Regions from separate parts of the Mus musculus genome. Here region 2 is linked to region 1. Evidence: chromatin contacts called from public promoter capture Hi-C data. All regions are on one chromosome and are shown on one strand. The core of a region is the stretch at or near the end of the contact, and the rest is flanking DNA. Distances in the headings are between cores, read along the strand shown.

What was found. Promoter capture Hi-C pulls out the DNA fragments that hold promoters and counts their contacts.
Region 2: a contact with region 1 is called in a promoter capture Hi-C map of pre-B cells, with 4 times the contacts expected there. The contact joins the promoter of Fnip1 here to the promoter of Sec24a in region 1. A contact is called at or near these places in 2 of 39 promoter capture datasets (embryonic stem cells and pre-B cells).

Annotation. Positions count from the first base shown.
Region 1 is chr11:51,754,435-51,759,445 of GRCm38.p6, reverse strand. Sec24a (Sec24 related gene family, member A (S. cerevisiae)) reads left to right here and starts at 2,612. Exons shown (of 23, transcript NM_175255.3): 1 at 2,612-3,369. The coding sequence starts at 3,273.
Region 2 is chr11:54,436,238-54,441,099 of GRCm38.p6, reverse strand. It overlaps Fnip1 (folliculin interacting protein 1), which reads right to left and starts at 2,921. Exons shown (of 18, transcript NM_173753.4): 1 at 2,712-2,921. The coding sequence starts at 2,803. LOC115487771 (a long non-coding RNA gene) reads right to left here and starts at 2,705. Exons shown (of 2, transcript XR_003949675.1): 1 at 2,193-2,705; 2 at 1-1,469.

The sequences.
Region 1 (5,011 bases), core at 1,363-3,862:
CAAAGAAAGATTGATTTAACCAAATCAAACCACTGTGCCAAGGTTAACAAACCAAGATAATTCCAAAGGGGTTGAATATAAAGAGATTAAACCACGGGAAGTTGGAAATTATGCCTTAAGCATTTACCTCTTTGAAGAGAGACCAATTTTTTTTTTTTCTGACCTCACAAAACTTCGGCAGTTTCTGAGCTCTATTTTCTCTTTAAAGTGAGGCTTAGATTTTTGTTGTTTTTTTGGGGGGGGTTGTTTTGTTTTGAAAGATTTATTTTATATGAGTACACTGTAGCTGCCTCAGACACACCAGAAGAGGGCATTGGATCCCATTAAAGATGGTTGTGAGCCACCATGTGGTTGCTGGGAACTGAATTCAGGACCTCTGGAAGAGCAGTCAGTGCTCATAATCACTGAGCCATGTCTCCAGCCCCCTGGTTTTTGTTGTTATTGCTTTGTTTTACTGCTTTTAGGTATGTGGTTTGGGATTTTTATCATAGATGTTCTTTTTTTTTTAAGATTTATTTATTATTATATATAAGTACACTGTAGCTGTCTTCAGACACTCCAGAAGAGGGCGTCAGATCTCATTACAGATGGTTGTGAGCCACGATGTGGTTGCTGGGATTTGAACTCAGGACCTTCGGAAGAGCAGTCAGTGCTCTTACCCGCTGAGCCACCTCGCCAGCCCATCATAGATGTTCTTAAGTGAAAGTTTGATTAAAAGTCATCTTCAGCCAGGAGTAGTGGCGCGTGCCTTTAATCCTAGCACTCAGGAGGCAGAGGCAGGTAGATCTCTATGAGTTCGAGGCCAACCTGGTCTACAAGGCAGTACCAAGATGAGAAACTGTCTCTAAAACACAAAGCAAAACAAACCAAAGAGTTTCATCTTCATCCTAAAGAAGCCTACCTGGATCTTGTAATAAGGAGTGGGGGCGTGGAGAGACGGCTGGTAGTGAAGAGCACCGGCTGTGCTCCCAGAGGACTAGGGTTCCTTTGCTATCACTCACATCATGGCGGTCACAACTGTCAACTCCAGTGCTGGGGGATGCAGTGCCCCCTTCTGACCTCTGTGTGGGCACTGCATACACATGGTGTAAAATACTTTTTTTTTCTTTTCTTTTCTTTCTTTTTTTTTTTGGTTTTTCAAGACAGGGTTTCTCTGTGTAGCCCTGGCTGTTCTGGAACTCACTCTGTAGACCAGGCTGGCCTCGAACTCAGAAATCCACCTGTCTCTGCCTCTCAAATGCCGGGATTAAAGGTGTGTGCCACCATCGACCAGCGTGTAAATACTTCTATGTAGGTACCCATACATACAGAAAACAAACTTTAAAACAATAAAACAATCTTTTTTTTTAATTGTTTAATTCCACTCAGAGCAAATATATTTTAGTATGGTTTTGAGGTAACTATTAATGAAATCAAGGTTAGGGTAAATTTGTATATGTGGTTACTGCTTGCTTCTTGGGTCTGACAGTAGTTTTAGATTGTGCTCTTTTTCTGTAATACTTCGTAGCCAGCATTAGATAGTAAATGAGTTTGGTAAGATGTACTTTCGCCCGAGGTTGTGAAACTCATGGCATAATACGTTTCAATCAGCAGCACACATCTGTGAAGGACTTTGTCATCTGCTTGGAGCAGGTAAAACCAAAGTAGCTAAAGATCACACTGATATCACTAAGTATGTTGCATAACCAACCAGTTTCTACTTCTCTTTGGTCTTACAAGTCAGAAAGTCTGTTTGGGGGTAAAAATAAAAGCAACCCACAAGCTACTTGCCCAGAAAGGACATTTGAATTATTCGACTTAATGTAAACTCTCATAATGTAAACTGCCTTTAATTCTTTTGAACTCAGGGCTTCTTCCTACAAGGTTAGGGAAACTCTTTATGAGTGACCTACATATCTAACCCCTTTTAAAGAAACTGAGTCCTGGTAAATTGCCCAGGCTGGTCTTGAATTCAAGATCTTCCTGCCTCACTTTTCTGTATCCAGAACTATAGGAGTACGATACCATTACAATTACCATTTTAAATGTTATTTAGTCCGGGGCCTCAGTATTTTTTTTTTTTTCGGGACAGGGTTTCTCTGATTAGCCCTGATTGTCCTGGAACTCACTCTGTGGACCAGGCTGGCCTCGAACTCAAAAATTCGCCTGCCTCTGCCTCCTGAGAGCTGGGACTAAAGGCGTGCGCCACCACGCCCGGCTTGGAGCCTCAGTATTAACTAAATACTTGTTATTATAGAAGTTGCCTAGCTCAGTGTAAACTAAGGGCTTCCCTAGGACATTGGACTCCATTGTCAACACTGGGATAGGAGAGGGATGGATTCCCGATCCATGTGTGGTGGATGTACTTCGGAGTGACTATGCTACCAACAGGCTAACGTCAAAATTAATCTTAATCCTCCAGTTGAAAAGAAGAGCTTCCTCCTTAACGTCATCAGACATTTTAACCTTGACCCAGCATCTTCACTCCAGCCCTGGCTGACCTGACTAGGCCGCCTTCGAACTTAGAACACTTCTGCCTCGACCTCCTGATTGCCGCCATGTCCCGCCCATGACACTTTGACAAACACACGTAATTGAACACCTCTTTTTAAAATTCTCTTGCACTCTACAGCTGGCATAGCATCGGCTGGGCCACCAGCGGTAGCCGAGGACATCGGTCGTCTCAGGTAATCCTCAGAGAATCCCGGAAGAGGAGCCGGGTCTCTCCTGTCCCACCCAATCGATTCTAAAAATCCGCACCACCCCTGGGACTGTCAGCAAGGTGACGTTCTCCACGCCGGGTATTTTCGCAGTGGTGACACAGGCTACTTCCGGCGGGCGGCGGGAGTCCGTGACGTGGCAGGCGAGTCCGTGCACGGTCCTCCGGGCCCGGACACGGGACTGTCAGGTGCCCTCGGGGCAGCTCCCCGGGGACAGAGAGCACGGCCGCAGCCTCCAGCCGGAACCGGAAGTGCCACGTGTCCCCACTGTGCCTGCGCGGCCGGCGGCTCCGCCCAGGGCCTCCCTCCTCTCCGGGTTCGGCTGCTGCCTCCGAGCCCGGCGTTCCCAGCCCAGCCGGCCTGACTCCGGAGCCTCTCCGCGCCCTGGCCAGGTCGTGGCCGCCGGCGGGCAGAAGACACGGACACGCCATGCCTCTACTTTGACGTGCCACCCCGCGTGTTCCGCTTCTCCGGCCTCCAGGTCCCTGCCCTCGGTTTTCCTGTTGGAGCTCTTAGGCTGGGCGCTGCGGTCGACCCCGACGGCTCCGTCTTACCCTGAGATCCCCGGGCGCCATGGCCCAGCCCCGGATCCCCGCTGCCCGCGGTGCCGCAGCTAGCCTCCAGGCCCAGAACGGAGCCGCCTCAGCCTCGGGGTCTCCCTACACCAACGGTGAGTGCCGCACGGGGGCGGGGAGGGCGGCACAGCTCGGGCCAGGGACAAGTCCCAGCCAGGTCTACCGCGGGGAGTGGCGGATGACGGCCTGGACCCGGGAGCCGCGGTGGACATGCACCTGCAGATCCACGCTGGTGGGACAGTTTCATGTGTATTTATAGGTTCAGCCTGCAAACAGTAAGCACCTGCAGTATGCAACGTCTGAGATAAACAAGAGGTGAACAAGAATCGTAGACGAAATCAGTTCCCAGAACTGCCTTATGGAGGTCATAGTGTCTGGGTGTCATCACGCAATGCGCCACCTCAGTCCTGTGTCCTGGAGGGCAGGGTTCATCTCGGGTCCGCAGGCTCGAAGTGCAGGGGGGTGGCGGGTCAGTGCTTATTAATACTAATTTGCAGAGATGAATGAATGACTCCGTCTTTGACAGATCCCTTTAGGACTTGCTCATCTCTGCAGGGATCTTTCTTCAAGGATCTTCTTCCTACGACAGTCCTTGGGCCTCCTGTTTAGTTTTTCAGTTGTGGAAGAACCAAATAGATGGATGGCTAGGGCTTCGTTTCTAGGGCCCTCCTCTTCATTTAGAATGTAAGTTAGTCACAACTCTCTGAACCCTAGAGAGAGTACATCTGGCACTATAATTTATCATTTGGCGGGAGAATATCTTATAATTGGATATCTCTTCTAGGATTCCTGACGCCTTCCTACAGCGTGATTTGCTAAGCTTATTTTAATTGATATAATAAAGACTCATTTTCTGCCTACTTACAAATTAGCCTACAAATCTTTGCTTTATGGGAAGAAGACAGGGAGAATAATACTAAAGTACTTACTGTGCCCATTTAAAGTTGTAGAAAATAGCCAGTGACTAAAATTGCTGGTTACAATGTATTTAGAGAAGACTACTGTTTTCTTTACAAAGAATGTTCTTTGTAAGACTTAAAAATGTGGGTAGGCAGCTATGTGGGCAGGGCAAGAGAAGCTGAGAATCACTGACAGGTTTTCAACTTGAATTGTTTCTTGAGTTTATAGTAAGAGATTATGTAAACTACATTTTCTTCTGTGACATTGACATTTGCTGAGAAGATGCAATCATCCACTTTAAGGTGAAAACAACTGAAGATGTCGCCTGTGTGGGTTTTGCTTACGAATTGCACTTAAATCACAAAGTAAATGTGCCAGTAAGCTTACATGCAAGTAGAGCTGTGAGGACTTTGAAATGTTTTTGCAGGAATTGAATCAGTATGTTAGGCTCTGTTGGAGATATTCCATTGCTATTTATTTATTTATTTATTTATTGACACTGTCTCGCTCTTATCTCCAGTTGGCTTGAAACTTGTGGCAATTCTCCTGTCTCAGCTGCTCTAGTGCTTGCATTGCAGAGCTGGAATTTCCATAGCCCACTTACTTTGTTAATTTGGTCAAAGCCAAACATGCACCTGTTGCACATCTATGTTCTGACCTTGGGCATAAGAGTGCACTCCTGTCTGGGTTGCTTAGAGCTATTTGGGAATCCAGATATGGAATTGTGGTTCAGGATGGTAGCAGCTGTAAAAACTCCAATAAAAGGAGTAGAGATAAGACTGTAAGAATAAAGAGCTCGAGTTGACACTTTTGCTGTTCTTGGTTGTTAGGGTGATT
Region 2 (4,862 bases), core at 1,672-4,171, 2.7 Mb before region 1:
ACACACACACACACACAGAGAGAGAGAGAGAGAGAGAGAGAGAGAGAGAGAGAGAGCAAGAAATAACATTTAAATTAAATGTCTAATTGGTTAAGATAGTTATGTTTCTTATCACAATAAAAATGTATTAACTTTTTAAAGGGTAATCTAAAATACTGAAGAGATCTGTTATAAAAGTAACCTTAATATATTGCTACTGCAACTATAAAACAAGTATGTTTGAAGAAGTTTGGGAACTTTTTAAAAAATTAAATAAAACTCTGCACATGAGCCAGCAGCTCTACTGCTCAGTATCTATACCCAGAAGAAACAAAAATTATTTCTAATTAAAGATCTATACACAAATATTCACAGAAGAATTGCTCAAGTATCTTTTATCTGAGGAGTGAATAAACAAATTGTGAGTTGGACAGATGACCAAATGGTTAAAGTGCTCGCCCAGCAAGTGTGAGGACTGGGAGTTCAGATCCCCAGAAATCCAGAAATGCCAGGAGGGCATTCCCTGTCACTTGTCAGTCCAGGTCCATTAAGGCAAAGCAAGATGGTTTGCCAGAGCAAGCTGGGTAGCAAGATCAGAATCATAGGAACCTCTGGGTTTGACTACAAGACCCTGACTCAATAAGTAAGATGGAAGGTCAGTCCAAGTAACATCAAATTCAGCGAGCACACGCGTGCACACACGCAAAAGAATAAATACACATGAGAGAGAGGGAGAGAGAGAGAGCGAGAGAGCCCAAGAGCAAAAACAAAAGGTATGCTATATCTGTACAATAAATCACCTACTTAAAAGATGAATGGAACTACTAAAAAGGCAACATCGTAGATACATCTCAATAAACATTATTGTGGGTAAAAAGAAGCCAGACATGTGGCTATGGAAGTCATAAAATCACATTTATATGAAATGTTCAAAAAGCCAAAATATAACAAAAGAAAGCAGACCAAATTGTTCTTGGGTGAAAGGGGGTTAAGGACTGTGGAAAAGGAGGGAGCACAAGCTGACAGAACGAATGGTTGTGAAGGTTCAGTGGAGTGCTGAGTATAAACTGTGTTTGTCTGTCAGCCCTCATGGGACAGTAACCTTCCCCGTGTATTCATCTTTTATTGTATTTTAATTATATATCAAGGAAATTTTAAAAGCTGGATTAATTAGATCTCAAGTCACTAGGTATGTGATCCAGAATTCTCATTTTCTCACATTACACTTGTACACATCTTGTTTTCAAAGCAAGTTTTCACGATGAACTGCAGGTATTGGGCTTCCACGCTGGAAAAAGGATTATAAAGTCATCTCTACATTGCTACTTGCTCTATCTCACAAGGTTACTGTGAAATGAGATAACTGATGGGAAAGTTCTTTGGCAGCAGTAAAGTCTTACACAACCATATAGAACACTTACTCAAAAAGTAGATTTTGGTCACATTAACAAATTGAGACTCTTGTAATCTTGGTTACCCAAAGTCAGTCTCTGCACAGAAATAGAAACAGTGGTCTATTCAAATGTTATCTTTTAAATCTCTCTCCAGAGGCTGCTTCCCGGGTCTCTGGTTTTCCTAGGTGTCCCGGTGTATTATCTGGTGTTATCTGCACTTTCGCTTTTCAAAGGAAAAACAACTGTCAGATGACTACGGCACAAGACATTTACTTCCCATTACGAAGAAAAGCCACTGCCATGAAAATTCTTTTGTTAAGCTTGTTTCCAAAACGGTAACTGACCTTTTTCTCCCATTAAATATCAGTTAAATTACTTGCCATTTGATATTCAATCTCACACATTGTTTCCTGATGGGATCTGTATTATTGACAGCGTGGATAATTTGAAAAATATTAAAGCCTCTAAGACTTATGTAGTGCAGTCATCTGATACTTGGGCTTGCTGCAAAATTTGACACTGTTTCCCTTTTACTATTACTGTACAACTGAGTTCTCGGCCATACAGCCAAGTTTGTCTGATATGTGACATTTGGCCTAGTTACATGCGAAAGTTTCCATAGCGCATTATGGAAGACAAAACAATATCTTCTTCAAATACAATTCCACGGCTGAATTTAACCATTGAGCTAAGCTTCTATATATCTGACAATTCTAAAAAGTTACTGTACCAGCAACAGGTACTGCAATCAGAAAGAAACAAAGCATGCAATCACAAACAAACACACACACACACACACACACACACACACACAGCTACCGTTTTCCATTTGCAAGAAACTCCTTTTCAGTAACAGGTGTAAGAAGGGAAAGAAAATTCGACAGTAAGTTCTACCGCAAGTCCTCCTCGAGTCTGGTCAGTAGTAACCCTAACCACTTCGGTTTCGCATTTCTCCTTCGATAACACTAAGGTCGCTCGGCAAGAGAACTGCACAGCTCCAATTTTAGTTTCCAAGAAGCCTGACAGACCGCCAGCCTGCCCACTCGCTCCTCCAGCCTCCTCAGTGCTCCGCAGGTTGGCCGAACGCGCGACAGTCTGCACAAAGCCACCCGAGGGCTGCGGATCACAGGGAGACAGCAGCTCCCGGCCGGGCCCCGGAGGCCTGCGGTGAGGTCGCAGCCCGGGCAGCGTGCGGACCGACAGCCTCCCGAGGCCGCCGTGCTGGGGCTGGGGACGCGGCGCGTGGCGCGGGCGGGGCATAAACAGCCTAGCGAAGAGGGCAGGGGACCGCACGCCCCGCCCGAGGCCGCGACCCCTCGGGGGCCCGCGACGCCTCACCTGAACGCGCAGTCCGGGTCGCGGGCGTCTCGTCCCGGCGCGCCTAATCCGCTCCGCTTGCTGAAGAGCTTCTGGAACAGGGTGGGGGCCATGCTGGCCGCCGCAAGACTGGGGTCGCTCGGCTGGGAGCTCGCAGGAGGCCCCCCGCTCCTACCGCCACCCCGCCACCCCCATGGGCGCCTCAGTCATATGACAGAAATTAGTCACTTCAAACGGCCACGGCGCGCGGGGCGGAGCGCGAGATTGAGGTCGCGGCGATTGGCTGGCGACGAGCCGTATCACGTGGCAGCAAACTGAGCGGGGGGCGGGGTGGGGGTGGGGAGGCGGGGCCGCCTGCCATTGGCTGGCTCACGGGTCCGTCACGCGGCCTCTCACGGGGCGGGGCGTGCGAGGGCGCGCGCGGCTGGGTGGCAAGAGAAAGCCTCTGGGACCCAGGCCCGCCTCTGACCCTCCCAAACTGCTAGGGCTCTAGGAGGAGACCTAGGTCTGTGACTTGAGGTGCGGTTTCCATTGACGCCCGCACTTAGTCTCTAGGAAGATCTAGCGACTGGGGGCTCAGGCTCGATCTCCTTGGTAACCAAAAAGATCACAAGCAAAACCAAGAGAGGCAAGCAGCCGTAAAAAAAAAAAAAAAAAAAAAAAAAAAAAAAAGACATCTATCTAAAAATATCTAACCCTTTATGCTAAGTATTTAGAATTTGAAAGACTGCGGTTAAAGAGCTCAGTAGTTAGAGGCCCTGGGTTTGATCCTCATCACCAAACAAGAAGTTTAGCAAAATGTCTAAGAGAGACAATCAGAACTTCCATGAAACAAAGCTGTATATCTTTAATATCTGGGTATGAGGAAAGGAGGAACTGTAACATTGTTACCAAATGGCAAGACTGCTCTCAAAACGGAAAATACAGCTCACGAACATCCTTCCAGTCTTATCAAACCATCAGTGTTCAGATCAAATTCGTCATCCGTTTACCAGGATGAGGGATTTCGTACAGTGGAATGAAGTTCTCTGAGAAATGTGGATGAATGTGGGGAAATACTGGTGTATGTTTGCAAGGGTAGACAAAGACGCTTGAGAATTTCACTTAGCTAGACATAGGAACCAAATCTTTAAGAAGTTGTCAGCTGATCTGCAGTTGAAAAAAAATAAATAAGTAGCCCTTATTTACATGGGAAAAAGAAAAAATGCCGGGCAGTGGTGGCACACGTCTTTAATCCCAGTACTTGGGAGGCAGAGGCAGGCAGATTTCTGAGTTCAAGGTCAGCCTGGTCTACAGAGTGAGTTCCAGGACAGCCAGGGCTACACAGAAAGATCCTGTCTCGAAAAAACAAAACAAGAAAACAAAACAAAAGAATAAAAGAAAAATTAGCAGGATATTTTTATATCGTTAATAATTTATCACTGGTCAGCATGTTGAGCTGTTACAACATGTTACAAAGTCTCATGTTACAAGACTTTTTTATATTTATTGAGACAGGGTCTCTTGCTGGCCTGGAGCTCACCAAGTAGTGTAGGATGACCTTTCTGCTTCATCTTCTTTGACAGCACAAGAATCACAACCTTGCATTCCTTTGCCCATCCTTGAAGTAGATTCTGGGAATGGAATGCAGGTCTTCTTGTTCACACAGCAAGCACTTCATCTCCAGAGCTGCCTTCTGAAGGTGTTGGAGGAGGAGGGAGAAGTCTCCAGTTCACTCTCCTGTCTCCACCGCTCCAGTACACAAGACATTTAAAAAGCACTAATTATAGATAACTAAAACGAGAATTTGCAGCCAAGCAGTGGTGGCATACACTCTTAATCTCAACACTCTGGAGGCAGAAGAGGGTGGATCTCTGTGAGTTTGAGACTAGCCTGGTCTACAGAGTGAGCTTCAGGACAGCCATGGCTACACAGGGAATCAAAAAATAAATTTGCTCATTGCACAAATTTAAGTTCTGTATACTGGGGATCAACATTAACAACAGAAAAGTTAATTTTATAAGCAAGAAGACTGTAAATGGTAAGGTAATTGCAGAAAGTGATTAGTGTTACGCAATTAATGAACTAAACAATGAAATTATGTCACAGGAAGGTCTTTCTGAGAATGTAGTGCAATAGTTAGATTTTATTCATAGGTCCTTTGTAAACTGCTCATTTCAAAAGTTCCTGGGT